2 separate regions of the Mus musculus genome follow, and region 2 is linked to region 1. Evidence: chromatin contacts called from public HiChIP or PLAC-seq data. All regions are on one chromosome and are shown on one strand. Each heading gives the region's core, a stretch centred on a gene start, on an enhancer-like site or on the middle of the called end of the contact. The rest is flanking DNA. Distances are from core to core; before and after follow the strand shown. Region 1 has its middle 260 kb from the start of Gm52008. Region 2 has its middle 28 kb from the start of 4930465M20Rik.

Evidence for each region. HiChIP or PLAC-seq counts read pairs in DNA pulled down with a chosen protein or histone mark.
Region 2: an H3K4me3 HiChIP or PLAC-seq map of the SCID.adh cell line shows a contact between it and region 1, with 4 times the contacts expected there. The contact joins two enhancer-like sites. A contact is called at or near these places in 2 of 115 datasets of contacts at active chromatin or transcription factors (the SCID.adh cell line and double positive thymocytes).

What each region holds. Positions count from the first base shown.
Region 1 is chr12:107,370,516-107,376,838 of GRCm38.p6, reverse strand. No RefSeq gene overlaps it. Among named protein-coding and RNA genes, the nearest start is that of Gm52008, 260 kb to the right of the region's middle. Within about 2 kb of position 1,323, at least 6 of the 459 cell types and tissues checked have an H3K27ac peak or open chromatin away from gene starts, as enhancers often do. A contact at or near this core is called in the SCID.adh cell line, where this site is marked.
Region 2 is chr12:107,760,573-107,767,176 of GRCm38.p6, reverse strand. No RefSeq gene overlaps it. Among named protein-coding and RNA genes, the nearest start is that of 4930465M20Rik, 28 kb to the right of the region's middle. Within about 2 kb of position 2,801, at least 7 of the 459 cell types and tissues checked have an H3K27ac peak or open chromatin away from gene starts, as enhancers often do. A contact at or near this core is called in the SCID.adh cell line, where this site is marked.

The DNA of each region.
Region 1 (6,323 bases), core at 74-2,573:
CAGAATTTGGTAGGTTTCAGGGACTTCCTGAGACTTGTGTGTTTTGTGTACTTCCAGGTTCCCACTTTTCTTTTCTTTTTTCCAGGAAAGAATGTTTCAATTCAGAGCCAAGACCTACAAAATAAAAGTTCTGGAAGATAAGATAATTTTCCTCAGTTTCTTCTGTTGATACCTAGATAAGACTTGCCCAATTCCAAAGCCTATCACTCCATCAAATACAAATGGGAGGACTGGGGAAAAGAGAACTGATTTGAAAAGGACTGATATGTGTATTTCAGTGTTTGTTTGTTTTTTTTATGTAGAATATGGAAAGTAATTAGGATACCATTTGAGAAGGAAGAAACAAGATGGTGGCCGGAAGCCAACTTGGGTGGAAGGTGAGGGAAATGAGAAAAAAAAAGAACACAGATGTTGCTCTATTTGTGATGCCAGCCCTTTGTAGATGAAATGGAGATTCCCCCAGGAAAGACAGGCTAAGTGTGTGTCTGACCTTTTGTATATTATGTATAACATTGGGAATCTTGCATTCTCCCATAACTCTTTGGCTTGGCACTATCTAGAACATTCTGATGTGTCTCAGATGTATTAAAGACACCATGAGAGAATGGCATATCTGTTCCAACTAAGCTTCCTCCTGACAGGGCTGAGTCATATCTTCTAAAAGGCTGCTGTTCCTAGTGACAGACAAAACATAGGTTCAGGATGAACTACTAGTGGCCCCATTAGCATCTGGAATCTTCTTTTGCTTCTGTTTTCTGCCCTAAGTACTGTGTCCTTTGCTTGGCTTGAACAAAGGGCTTAAAGGAGGGTTGGGCCCACTGCTTTCAGTTAACTTTGGAGGGGCCAATTCTGACCTGGCACACACAGTAACCTGTCCTTTGGCTGGCTGATGAGGCTCTCTGATAAGGGCTACCTGATACACCTTAATGGATATGCACCTCCTCTGAGGGGCATGCACATTCCTAGCTGTCTGGCTCTAACCTGACAGCCTTTTGAACTTCCTATGTTCTGAAAGCCCACGGCTTGACTTAATAACTTGAGGGAGATTTGACGGTATGCTCTTGCCAAAGCTTTTCAGACATTCCTCTAAGAGGGAAGATGTGGTTTGTAATAAACAACTTTTTGAAAATTATCTCTGTGGGTGATCAACATGCTCAGATCTCCTCTTGACCCTGTGACTGGCCCACCCCTCCTCTAGCATTCTTCTCTCCAAAGAAAGGTTCTGATAGCTGCTTCCCCTTCCTTCTACCTCAGTGACTTATCAAATGTCTACCTCAGAGCTTGACTACTGGTCCTGCAAACCTGTGGTTTTCAAGGCTTTCACAAGCTAAGTGCTAGTTTCCTGAATGACATCTGCCCTTGTCTTGACCTTTCTGCTACATTTGACCCTGATAATGGTTCTTGCCTTCCTGGAATTCTTCCAGAAACTTCTGTTTTCATCTATATTTGGATTTCCCCAGTCCTGCTTTTCTTTCACAGGCCAGGGCTTCCAGAAGTTAAGTCTAGGATGCAGGGTATTTACAGAGACCAAATCCTGTGAACAGAAGGAGAGATGGAGGAAGAAGAGGAGCAGGAGGAAGAGGAGGAAGCAAAGAGAAAGAGAAGGAGGAGAGTCAGATAAATTTATTTAGGAGCTATGATACCTCAGGGACTTCAGGCTGTCAGGAAGGGATGTCAGGCATACTACAGTGTCCCATGTCAAAGCCAACTGCAGAGAGGTTATCTGCCAACCCAGATCAGTCAGGAATTTACTGGCCCAGAGAAGAATGTGTCCCTAAGAAAGAAACTGCAGCTGCTCTTTACAGCCCATACACTGGGGAAGTTTGAACTTGAAGGAAGATCTTACTGACTCAACCCATAACCACCTTGTTCCCCCATGCTTGGTACTTCCCAGCTGTCCTTCCAATAATGAAAGCCATGAAGGACACATGCATAGGCTCACTAGTAAATAGGTTGCTGATAATTCCAAAGGGTTCATCAGTGCTCCAAAGCCCACTCCGGGGTCTTCACAGGCAACTTCCCTAACTAAAATTAGCTTGCCCTGAATTGTACTTTTCTCAGCATCTTTAATTTCATATTTACCTATGTATCCACGAAAAGTAAGAACAAACAAACAAACAAACAAACAAACAAACAAACAAACAATTTTACTTCCACTTCGGCTCGCTCCCTCGCTCTTACACCATTTGACTGGCTCCTTACCACCCTCTTTTAAGGGTAGTGGATTTGGTTTTGTGGATATAAAACCACATGTGGTTTTGGGAAGCTGAGGTCTCCAAAGAGTAAATGGTCTGCCCAAGTTCATACCTATACCCAGTAGTAGATGCACGATGTGATAGCAGCTCCATTTTCGTCGGCAGTTCATGTCTCTCCCACTCTCCTTCTTTAAATGAGTTCTCAGCTTCCCCACAGCCTCATGGAGAAGGGATATAGTAGGGAGATGTGCTTACAAATAAGCACGGGGCAAGGCTGTGGAGATTACTGCCACAACCTAGGCAGGAACAAAATTAGTAGGAGAAGGAGCCTCCCATTAGCTTCATTAAACATGAGATAATTTCTCCCATCAGAGTCCATGTGAGAATAAAACTCAGATTAGTTTTATTAGTTGGTGGAGATAATTAAATGGTTTCTTTACTTATACCCTGTCAACATTTTCATAGACTTCAGCTGGATTTTTTAAGAGATTTATTAGCATTTATTAATCCTTAGGATATCATAAACTAGCTCTATAAAATAATAAATCCTATATATCACACACAGGCATGTATTTCTGAGACGTTACAGGGTCAGGATAGGCTACAACTACCTTGAAGTACACACTGTGTCTACAGTGCTCTGGGGAAGCCACTATGGTGGTATCAAAGAAACCTGTCTTGTCTTTAATTTTTTAAAAAGATTCATTCTTTGCTACGTGTGTGTGTGTGTGTGTGTGTGTGTGTGTGTGTGTGTGTGTGTGTGCACGCACACATGCACACACAGAAGCCAGAAGAGTGTATCTTTTCCACACTCTCCACTTTTTGCATTGAGGAAAGATCTCTTTCTGAACCTGGGCGTCTTCCTGAACATCTCAGCGATACTGCAAGCCAGTAAACATTAGCAGCCCCTCTGCCTCTGTGTCCTCAGAGACTGGGAGACAGGCATTTGTGAGGAAGCTGGTGTGTCACCCAGAAGCTCAAATCTCTGAAGTGAATCCTCCTGCCTTATGACTTCTCATCTTCTCTTCTGCAGGCTTTCAAAATTGCTGCAATTATACATTTATATCTGACAGATAGCCTATAGATTATATAGAGTTGTATTTGTTCTTAATGAGTGCCATCCTATTAAACTCCCTATCATTTGAGCTGAAATCCATACAGGACTAGGACCACACATCCATCGTATGATCACCTTAGTAAACAGTGGCTTAGCAAAGAATGATGGACACATCAGCTCCAAGGTCCCATCCACTGGTCATTCTGTTCAAATCGACTTGTTGGAGAGATGCAGACACACCAAGCCGCCTCTTCTCTACCCTGAACTTGGTGCTGTCAATTTCATGGAATGTAGGAAGCCCTCATATACTTCCCAGTGTCCCCTGAAACCCACCATCTGCAGCATACTGTTGTGGTAGTGAAGGGTGACTTTGGACCTCCTGACTTTGGATCCTGGTACCAGCTACCCTGGATTCACCTGCATCAAGTTCTTTGATCCATTAGCCTACTTGCATCCTTGCAGCAAGATTAACCAAGGTACCTGTGCCTCTGTGTCTCTACCTCTATAATAGGGGGGCAGCGATGACAAATCTTCAGGGATTAAATGAGTCAGCCTGAAATGGTGCAGGAGCCTAGAGAAAACACGTGTTTCCAGTCGGCTGCTAGCCAGGCTCTCAGTACCCAGATGAAGAGGGTCAAGTAGAGAGGACTTAGCAGATTTGTCAGTTGGGTGTCCGGGGTCAGGCTCTTTCTTGACTCTGCTTCTGTTAAATAGTGGGCACATCCACCCCTGGGCATTGAAGGTGCCCAGGATGGAGTGTCTGTGAGGTTAGAAACAACTAGTTGGATAAGGTGCTGCAACTCACCTGCCTCATCTATAGAACCCTTCTTCCTTGGCTTCCTGTCAAAGGCTGAGAGCTTGTCCTTTGAGGAATTAAGGCTAAGAGCTGGGTCACCAGCCCACCATGGGAAAAGGCAGAGGAGCCAAGGAGGTAATTCCAAAATTTCCCATCAACACACAATTGACACAGAGAACAGAGATCTCGGAGGCAGGAGCTAAAAGCTAAGGGAGGGACTTGGATGTTCCTAAGAGGCCCCCTGGCTCAGGGAGGGGTTGTGTGTGTGTGAGTGTGTGTGTCTCTTTCCGGAAGCAAGACCAGAGCCCCGGGCTGGCATGTGTGCTGGCATGTGGTTGACAGAGGCAGGCACCATGCCGCACCCTCTGTGTTCCAACGGCACTCCAAGCCAAGAGAACGGATTAGGAGGATTTGAAGCATAAAAGTAAAACAAGCTGTTTTCTTTCTTTCTCCCTCTCTTTTTATTTTTCAATCATCTCTAAAGACAGTGAGTGGGATTGGTGTCACTTTAAATAAGGGCCGTGTCAGCTGAAAGAGCAGAGAGGAGGAACTGTTCTCTAGCCAGGCTTTTCCTCGAGGGGCAGCCAACAAGGCAGCCACTCTCCGGAGACTGAAGTATATGTGTGATTGTAGGATTCCTCTGGCCACATTATTTTCTTGCTCCTTTGGAAGAAGCCAGGGACTCCCTGCTAATGGCCTCTGCACCTTGTCACCCCCATGAGCAGTTACTCGCAAGTTCCCTGCATGTCCACATCAGTTCAAGAGGGAGGCACAGAAGTCAAGGTAAGGAGGTGTTTGTAGCTGTTGTGTTCTACAGGAAAGTCTTATTTCAGGGACTGAGGTGGCTCTCCAAAGGAGTAGGAAGCATTGGCGTGCAAAGATTACAATAGCCAGTGGGATTGACTGGGTGGCACTCTGTAAGCAAGGGCTGTACCCACTGCTAACAGCAAAACAGCACCTGTCCTCAAAGGGAAGCCATGGAAGCAAGCCCTTCTGAGTGAAGGTGGAATGGAGTTCAGACAAGAGGTATGAACTGTCCTTTCTCCTCTTCTCCCAGTGTGACACGATTTTGGAGGGACAGAGATAAAACTATTCTATTGTCAGAGCCATAGAAGGACAAGCCCACATGTAGGGGACATCTTTTGGCCAGTGATACCCCAGCTGTCTGGAGAACACCCCCTGAGCCTTTTGTTCTTGTGGTTCCTAAGTGTGTTTGGCAGTGCCTGTGGGGTCTCAGAGACCTGTGAGAAGGATCAGCAGGAGTGATTTCCTCAACTCAAACCGTGCATTGCAATCCAGTCTGGAGGCAAAGCAATACCTCTGTCCTCAACCTACACTGGACAGAGTTAAGTGTCCCTTACCTTGCACTGAAATGCACTTATGCCTCTAAACTCACAGCTGTCTAAAGTTCTGGTTCCAACTCACTTAAACAAATCAACAATAAGAGTGGAAGATGAGTTATTAAAGCCAATTTTGCTTCTGTATTTTCACATGCACACCCAGGATGCTGGGTCACTGTTGCTTTTTACTTTTTTATATTTGGTTTAGCAGAGCTGGGAACAGAACTCTGGGTCTTTATGCTCTACTATGGAGCAACCTCTCTGGCTACCATGGCTTATTAACTCTCATTTTTTCTTCTGGCTTGGTTTTCCTCCTTACTGAAGTTTCTTCTATGGTGACTCTTTCAAAGAGTATCTCTGGGTAGAATTTTCTTGACATTTAAATATCCCAAATATTCCACCCCTCTCCTCTCCTCTCCCCTCCCCTCCCGTCTCCTCTCTGCTCCCTTTCCCTTCTCAACTCTACCATTCCCTCCTGTCCCTACCTCTCTTCCCCTCCTCTCCTCTCCCATCCTCTCTTCTTCTCTCCTCCTCACCACCACCCTCTCCTTCCTTTCACACCTTTCCCCTTCCCTCTTCATCTCTACCATCTTCTCACCTTCTTTCCTCTCCTCTCCTCTCCTCTCCTCTCCTCTCCTCTCCTCTCCTCCCCTCCCCTCCCCTCTCCCCTCCCCTCCCATCTTTTCTTCTCTCCCGTCTTCTTTTCTTCTCTCCTCCTTATCTCTCCTCTCCCCTTCCCTTCTCTCCTCACCTCTATATCCCCTTCCCTTCTCTCCTTTTCTCTCTTCCCCTTTCCTTTTCTCTTCACCTCCCCCCTCCCCTTCTCTCCTCTCTCTTGTGCCCTGCCCTTGGTTAAAGGTCATGTCTCATCACTAGTCAAAGTTTCTTCAATCTGACAGAGCACTACATCCCTGGATTTTGTTTCTTCATTCTTT
Region 2 (6,604 bases), core at 1,552-4,051, 390 kb before region 1:
TTGCTGGGTAAAATAGTCTGAGCTTCCATCTGAAGTCTCTCAGAGCCCTTCTGGCTTTCAGTCTCCATTGAAGAGTCTGATATTATTCTAATGGGTCTGCTGTTATATTTGACTTGGTTTTTTTCCCCTTTGCAGCTTTTGATATTCTTTTTTTTTATTGTTCTGTACACTTAATGTAATTATCATATGCTTTCATATTTTCTTTTCTTGTGTTGTCTGTTTAATGTTCTGGATACTTACTGTACCTTAATATGCATCCCTTTCTTTAGGCTAGGAATGTTTTCTTCTATGCTCTTGTTAAAAATATTTTCTGTGCCTTGACTTTGTTTATTCTCCTTTCACTATACCTATTATTTATAAGTTTGGTCTTTTCATTGTGTCCCAGATTTCAAGATGTTTTTCACTTTGATATTTTATGTATTTATTTATTTTTGATTGACTAAAGATTAAAAAAACATTTTCATTGATTGAATTATCTACCTTTTTTGCCTTATCTTCAAGACCTAGAAATTCTCTTTCCTGTCTTATCTGAAGGTTAGTCTTACCTCTGAACTTTTTGTTACATTTCCTGAGTTTTTCATTTTGAGTTTTATTTCAGTTTGGTAGGTATTCCTTTAGCAACTCTTTCTTTGTTACATTCTGTTTTCATGCCTTGAATTGTTTTTATTATTTCATTTAACTGTGTTTTCTATGGTCTTCATTAAGGCATTTATTCATATCCTGTTTGAACATATTAATAATTGATATCTTAAAATCATTGCTTTGTGTCCCAGCTAAATTGCTTTACTGGGGGCCTATTAAAATAGGGTTGCTGGATTCTGGGTAATGTATATTGTCTTGATTGTTATGTTTGTGTCTTTATATTGGGATCTAGGCATTGATGTTATGTTTGTGGTGTTTCTTGACATAGATATTTTGTATTACCTTTGTTGGGTGGGTGTTCTGTTATTTTGTTGCTGTTTTCCAATCTGGGTCCCAGCCATGTGTGGTGGCTTTAGGTTTCCTTGTAGAGTCGGGTTCTTTGGGCTGGTGGACAGTCACAAAAAAAGGAAGAATGGCTGATGGAGCAGGGGTTGGGTGAATGTGCCCACCTCTCTGCCATGGATGTGTTGTTTACCCATGAAAAGGCTTAACTTTCTCACTTGGAGGACAGGGAACTCCCAAATGCTCCTTAAACATGGTGTTGATTGGACAGGATCATGGAAGAGCCAATGTTTGCCATTCCCGATTCACTAATTCCTGAAACCAGGGAAGATCTGTAAGAGGCTCTCTCTTGCTGTTGGGCAGTACCTCCTGGAATATCCACCAGCATTGCTGCCTTCTATCTATGAAATGCTAGTCGCACCCAGACTTAGTCCAGGATACTCTAGGCTCAGAACTGTCCCTAGGTGAACACCACAGCTCTGAAAGCAAGCAGGACACAGCTCTCTAACTCATTGGAGAGCTGCCAGCTTGGAAATGAGGCCATAGAGAACCTCTCTTGGAAGGGAAGGGTTAATTCATGTCCGAGGGCCTTGGGTTAGTGCTCTTAAGAATGTGGCTAGAACCACGGTTCGGTGGGTAGAGCGCTATGCCACAGAGAATAAGGACATGATTTCAGAGTTCACAAGTGGAATGAATCAGTGGATATAGGATGTGCAAGTGAAGGAGCCTTCTTTCCTTGGTGTTTGGCTGTTGTAGGTTCACCTGGGTGTTTGTTAACGTGGACCCTAGAGTGATGGCCCCCTAACTACAAGTTTCCAGGGAACGTATCAGAGTTAGCAACTCCTCTCTCTCTTACTTTAGTATAGCCCTGCCCTAGCTCAGCATAGCTCATGTCTCAGTTAGTGCTGAACCGAGTGCCACTAAACGTTAAGCTCCTTGCTATGGCAGGATGGGTAATGGTAAGAGGAGACAATTCCTCCCTGGGGTGCCTGGAAAACGTCGAAGTCTGCTCTGGGTCTCTGAAGCTGGTCTAGTCTGTGCTTACATATGATGGCCTAAGTTGGCCTTACCTCCATTCATTGTTCCCAGTCCTGTCCCCCTGATGGTCTACAGAGAGGCAGGGCCAATCTGGATGTCTAGATTGATAGATGAGAACATGGTGGTCTAGGGAGCCAGTGACTTTCCAAGTGACTCTGGGCATTCTTTTTTTGTGGCAATGAATTCTCTGTCTAAAATGGTTCTAAGACACAGGACCAGAGACTCGTGCAGGAGAGAGTGTGGGGCCATGTCCTGAGTGACAGCCAGGTGACAATCATTTCTAAGACCACATTCTGCTCCTTCCTCAGGGTGCCACCAGCCTGTTTCAGGTCCTCCCTGTATCTTCTCTCCTCCTTTGGAACCTGGTCTCCAGTCTTGCTCTGAAGTGAACTTGCTCTATAAGTTCTAACAAGAACTATTATGCTCAAACTTCTTGTGGCTTTAGGAGATACAAATCTGTGGTAACGCTTCAAATTAAGTGTCGTGAATGAATAATTACTTTCTGAATCAGAGGCGTTCCATTGAATGGGGATCATTATTGTGTGTTAATTAAAATCCCACTGATTATTAAAATTATATTTTGGGGTTTTAATAACTCTATAAGGGACATGCAGATAAAGCTGAGAGATAGGCATTGGTATGGGCTCTTGTTAAACCTCAATAAATACTGGTGTTAATTCAAACATGTACTCATTGATTCATGAAACTAAGATGGGATTTTTACTTGAAACAGACATGGATGTTGTAATCGGCCCGTGTTTCTTTGGAGTCTGAATGCAGAGATTTTTTGATCTGTGTAAAGTCTGAGCTTGGGGCGAACTTCCTCAGGGTGCTGTGTGGTGGGGGAGAGCTGAAGAGCGTGGTTTGGATGACTCAGTAGGCTTCTGCCCAATACCTTCTGGGCTTTTCCAAAGACAAGAAAGCCGGAGTTTGGAATCCTCTCAGAATCTGATTAGCATTGGATCGGAGAGCCTGCGCTCACATGGGCAGGAATTCCAGGCCCTTTATTACTCTCTGTAGGCCTTACCTTTGAGAACATCCTATCTTCCTGTTGCTCTGAGTCTGACTGGGTATGTCTAGACCATGTTGAGTAATCTGTTCCTACAGAGTCTCCATTCTGCTGATGGCATGGATGGTTTAACCCCCTAGGCTGCCTTCATCTTCCCTTGCTCCAGTGGCCAGTGGAGGTGGCATCTAGACACTGGCATTGCTTAACACAGAAACAGTTGTATAGCTCGTCTAGCCTGCCCTTCCCCAAGTGATGTCCAGGTGGTCCCAACTTCTTGCTTCTGGAAGTTGAGCCATCTGAAACTTCTCAGAATCTTAGAAATGATTTTTCTAAGGATGGAGTGGTGTCCTGGGAACTGGATGGAGAAGCAGCATCACCCAGCTGGGCAGAGCCAAGCCAGTGCCAAGGGCTTTTTTTTTCTGTTTGAGAAGTTCATGCATTCATGTTTTGATCAGCTCCACTCCTCTTTTGTTTCTCCTCATTTCCTCCTCTCTCTCCGACTCTGCTTCTCTTTCCCAATCTCCTGTGCTTAGATTTTGAAAACCCCACTGAGTCTACTTCATGTTTCCTGTATGTGTGTGGGTGTGGATCCGTACGCAGGATAGTGGGCAGACATCCATGGGCACAAGTCTCTCAAGGGCCTCTGTTCTAATCATCAATAAAACCTTCTCTGATGGGTCAATAGTGCCCCATATTCTGTGTGGAGGGTATGGCCTTGGGGACTGGTAGAGCTGGAGACATCAGACTTAGGACCAGAAGTGATAGATGATGTTCAGGTGGGGGTTGGGGGCTGGATGTGAGCTGGGATATGTGTTGGGAAGAAGACCTTGGTGGGTGGTCTAGGCTGGAGAAAGGCTGGTTAGGACCCTTGATGACTAGTGTTTGTTATCAGTGTAACCAACAGTAGAGTCATCTGGTAGTCAGGCCTTTGGTCATGGCTATGGAGGTGATCTCGACTGTGTTGTGCTGAGAAGACCTGCCCACTGTGGGTGGCACCATTCCCTAGGTGGAATCTTGGGCTGTGTAAGTAGAGAGGGAATTGGATAGCAGTGGACTCACCGCCCTCTGCTTCATGATTTTGGATGCCACACGACTAGTTGCTTCAGGATCTTCCTACCACACAGCCTGACTCATATCCCACTTCCCATGATGCACATGAGCTGTGGCGTCACAGACCATCTGCCCTTAAAGAAGCAATCTGGGAGTCTGAGGCACACACTCACAGGGCTAGCTTGCCATCAGAGTCTGAAGACAGGCCTTTGTTGGAAAGATACATGTCTCCATGCTTCTCCGGATGTGGTTCCGCTCTGAGTCTTTCAGATTGGTGGTTTCAGTTGTCCCCTGCCTGGCTTCCTGTCAGGAACACCCACCATCCTACCCTGTCAGTTTGGAATGCAGCTCTTGGGGCCTTCTCCTCCTCCCTGTCAGTTTGAAGCCAACCCCAAGGGATGGTGCCACTCACATTTAGAGTAGGCCCCCCTCTCTTCAGTTACCTCAATCAAGAAAGTCCAGCAGGGATCCTCCCAGTGGTTTGTCTTCTAGTGAGTCTAGATTCTGCCAGTTGTCAATATTAAGGATCACAGAGCCCAAGGGTGCTCTTCTAATGAAGATAGCTGAAACTTTCCCTCACTCCCCTGTCTATTGGGAAGGGGTTTGGGAAACCAAGGCACAGAGGTGGCTGGCCTTTCTATCATCCTGTGGTTGGATCCCAAGACTGGCATCTGCATCTGGACTAATGGAGCCTGAGAGGAGAAAGGGGGCTGGCTGCTTTGATCTTCATTCTCTCCTCTTCTGCAAACAGCTCACTGGGAGGTTGGGTCCTGCAGGGTGGGGCAGGCCCCACAGCTAGTGGATGTCTCGGTGCCAGGTGCTTCCTGGTGGCCAAGGCCTCAGCAGACAGAGCTGGGAGGAGCGGGGTTGGCCTCAGCAGGCCCTTGCAGAGGGAGCTGGGCTGGGGCTGCTGGTGGGGAGCCTCTTGGCCCCAGGTCTCAGAGATTCATTTTGAAAGGATCAGGAGAGAGGGAATGAGTGTGGGCCTGTCTTGTCTCGTGGGCCACGGTGCCAAGGAGAGCCCACTCTCCATACCTATCTTTTTTCTGGATTCTCAACACCCAACCTGGAAAATGTAGAGCCTTAGGCTGCCGCCCGTGGACTTGGGACTCAAGGGCTGACATGGAAGTTTAGTGTCATATAGTCAGATACACTTGTTTTCAAACCCAGCCTGTGTCCTGAGATGGCTTCTGACAGCTCCTTCTTTCCTTCTTTCCTTCTTTCCTTCTTTCCTTCTTTCCTTCTTTCCTTCTTTCCTTCTTTCCTTCTTTCCTTCTTTCCTTCTTTCCTTCCTTCCTTCCTTCCTTCCTTCCTTCCTTCCTTCCTTCCTTCCTTCCTTCCTTCCTTCCCCCCTGACCTTCCCATTTGTCCCTCCTCCCTCTCTCTCCTTTCTTTCAGTTGTGGTGTGTATATATGAGTGTGTGTGTGTGTGTGTGTGTGTATGTGTGTGTGTGTGTGTGTGTGTATGTGTCCATGTGTGTCCAGGGATGTGTGTACACATACATGTGGAAGCCATGGGTCATTCATTTGTGTCATCCCTCAGGCATCATTTGATTTCTTCTCATGACAGTTTCTGTCACAATTCCTCGGCTCTTCACTTAGATTGGGCTGGTGGCCAGTGAGCCCCAGGGATCCGCTTGCCTCTGACTCCCGGCTGCTGGGATTCCCAGTAGCTACCACCACACTTGGCTTACCATTATCAAGTGTGGGTTCTGGGAACTGAACTCAGGCCCTCATGCTTGCAAGGCAAGTACTTTACCCACTGAGCCACCTCTTCAGTGCCAATAACGAGTTTCTTTACCTTGCAAAATGTAGGTAGCAACACCTACTTAGTCCTGCTGTAGCAATACCCACCTGTCCCTGCTGTGGTGGCTGTCAATGCCAACTGAGCCATACTTGCAGCTGGATGTGGTGCTGGGCACGGGACATGGGGAATGACTGTGATCTCAAATATACATCAGACCCAAAGAGAGGGCCTTGTATTAGTTAAGGCAAGCTCCAAGCAAGCATCTGCTAGGTGGTACACTGTGTGGCTGTCTGCATGTAGACAGAGAAACCCGTCTGGAACTTGGTAACCAGAGCTGACCATCCAACTGGGAGGAGTGATGGGCAGGGAGGCTCTGCATCCCTAGGGTCTAGGATGGCTGCAGTGGGGTGAAGGAAAAGGAGCCCTTAGCTTCTACCAAGGGAAGTGTGAACTGTGTAAGTGGATCAAGAGGTTCTAATGACTCAGTATCCCCAGGGCTCAGTGGTCATGTCAGGAGCCAGGGATGCACAGGAAAGAGTCCAGAGTAGTGAGAACTCTGCCCCAGGAGATGGGGGTGTAGTGTGGCCTTTGGGTGGGATTTGGAAAGGTAGGATGGTGTTTGTGCCCCATCTGCTTCTCTTCATCCTTAGGGTGGAACGCAGCCTGAGAAGGCTCATCTCCAGGCTGCTCTGCTCACCTAGAGTCTGGGGACTCTCAGGTCAGGAGCAAGGATCCACCCTCCAGGTCCCTTGTAGCCTAGGAGCTTAGAGTTAAAGCAGTAGGACAAAAATCCCAACACTTCTCAGAGGTACATGAAGCTCTATCTGCCTTGCTCT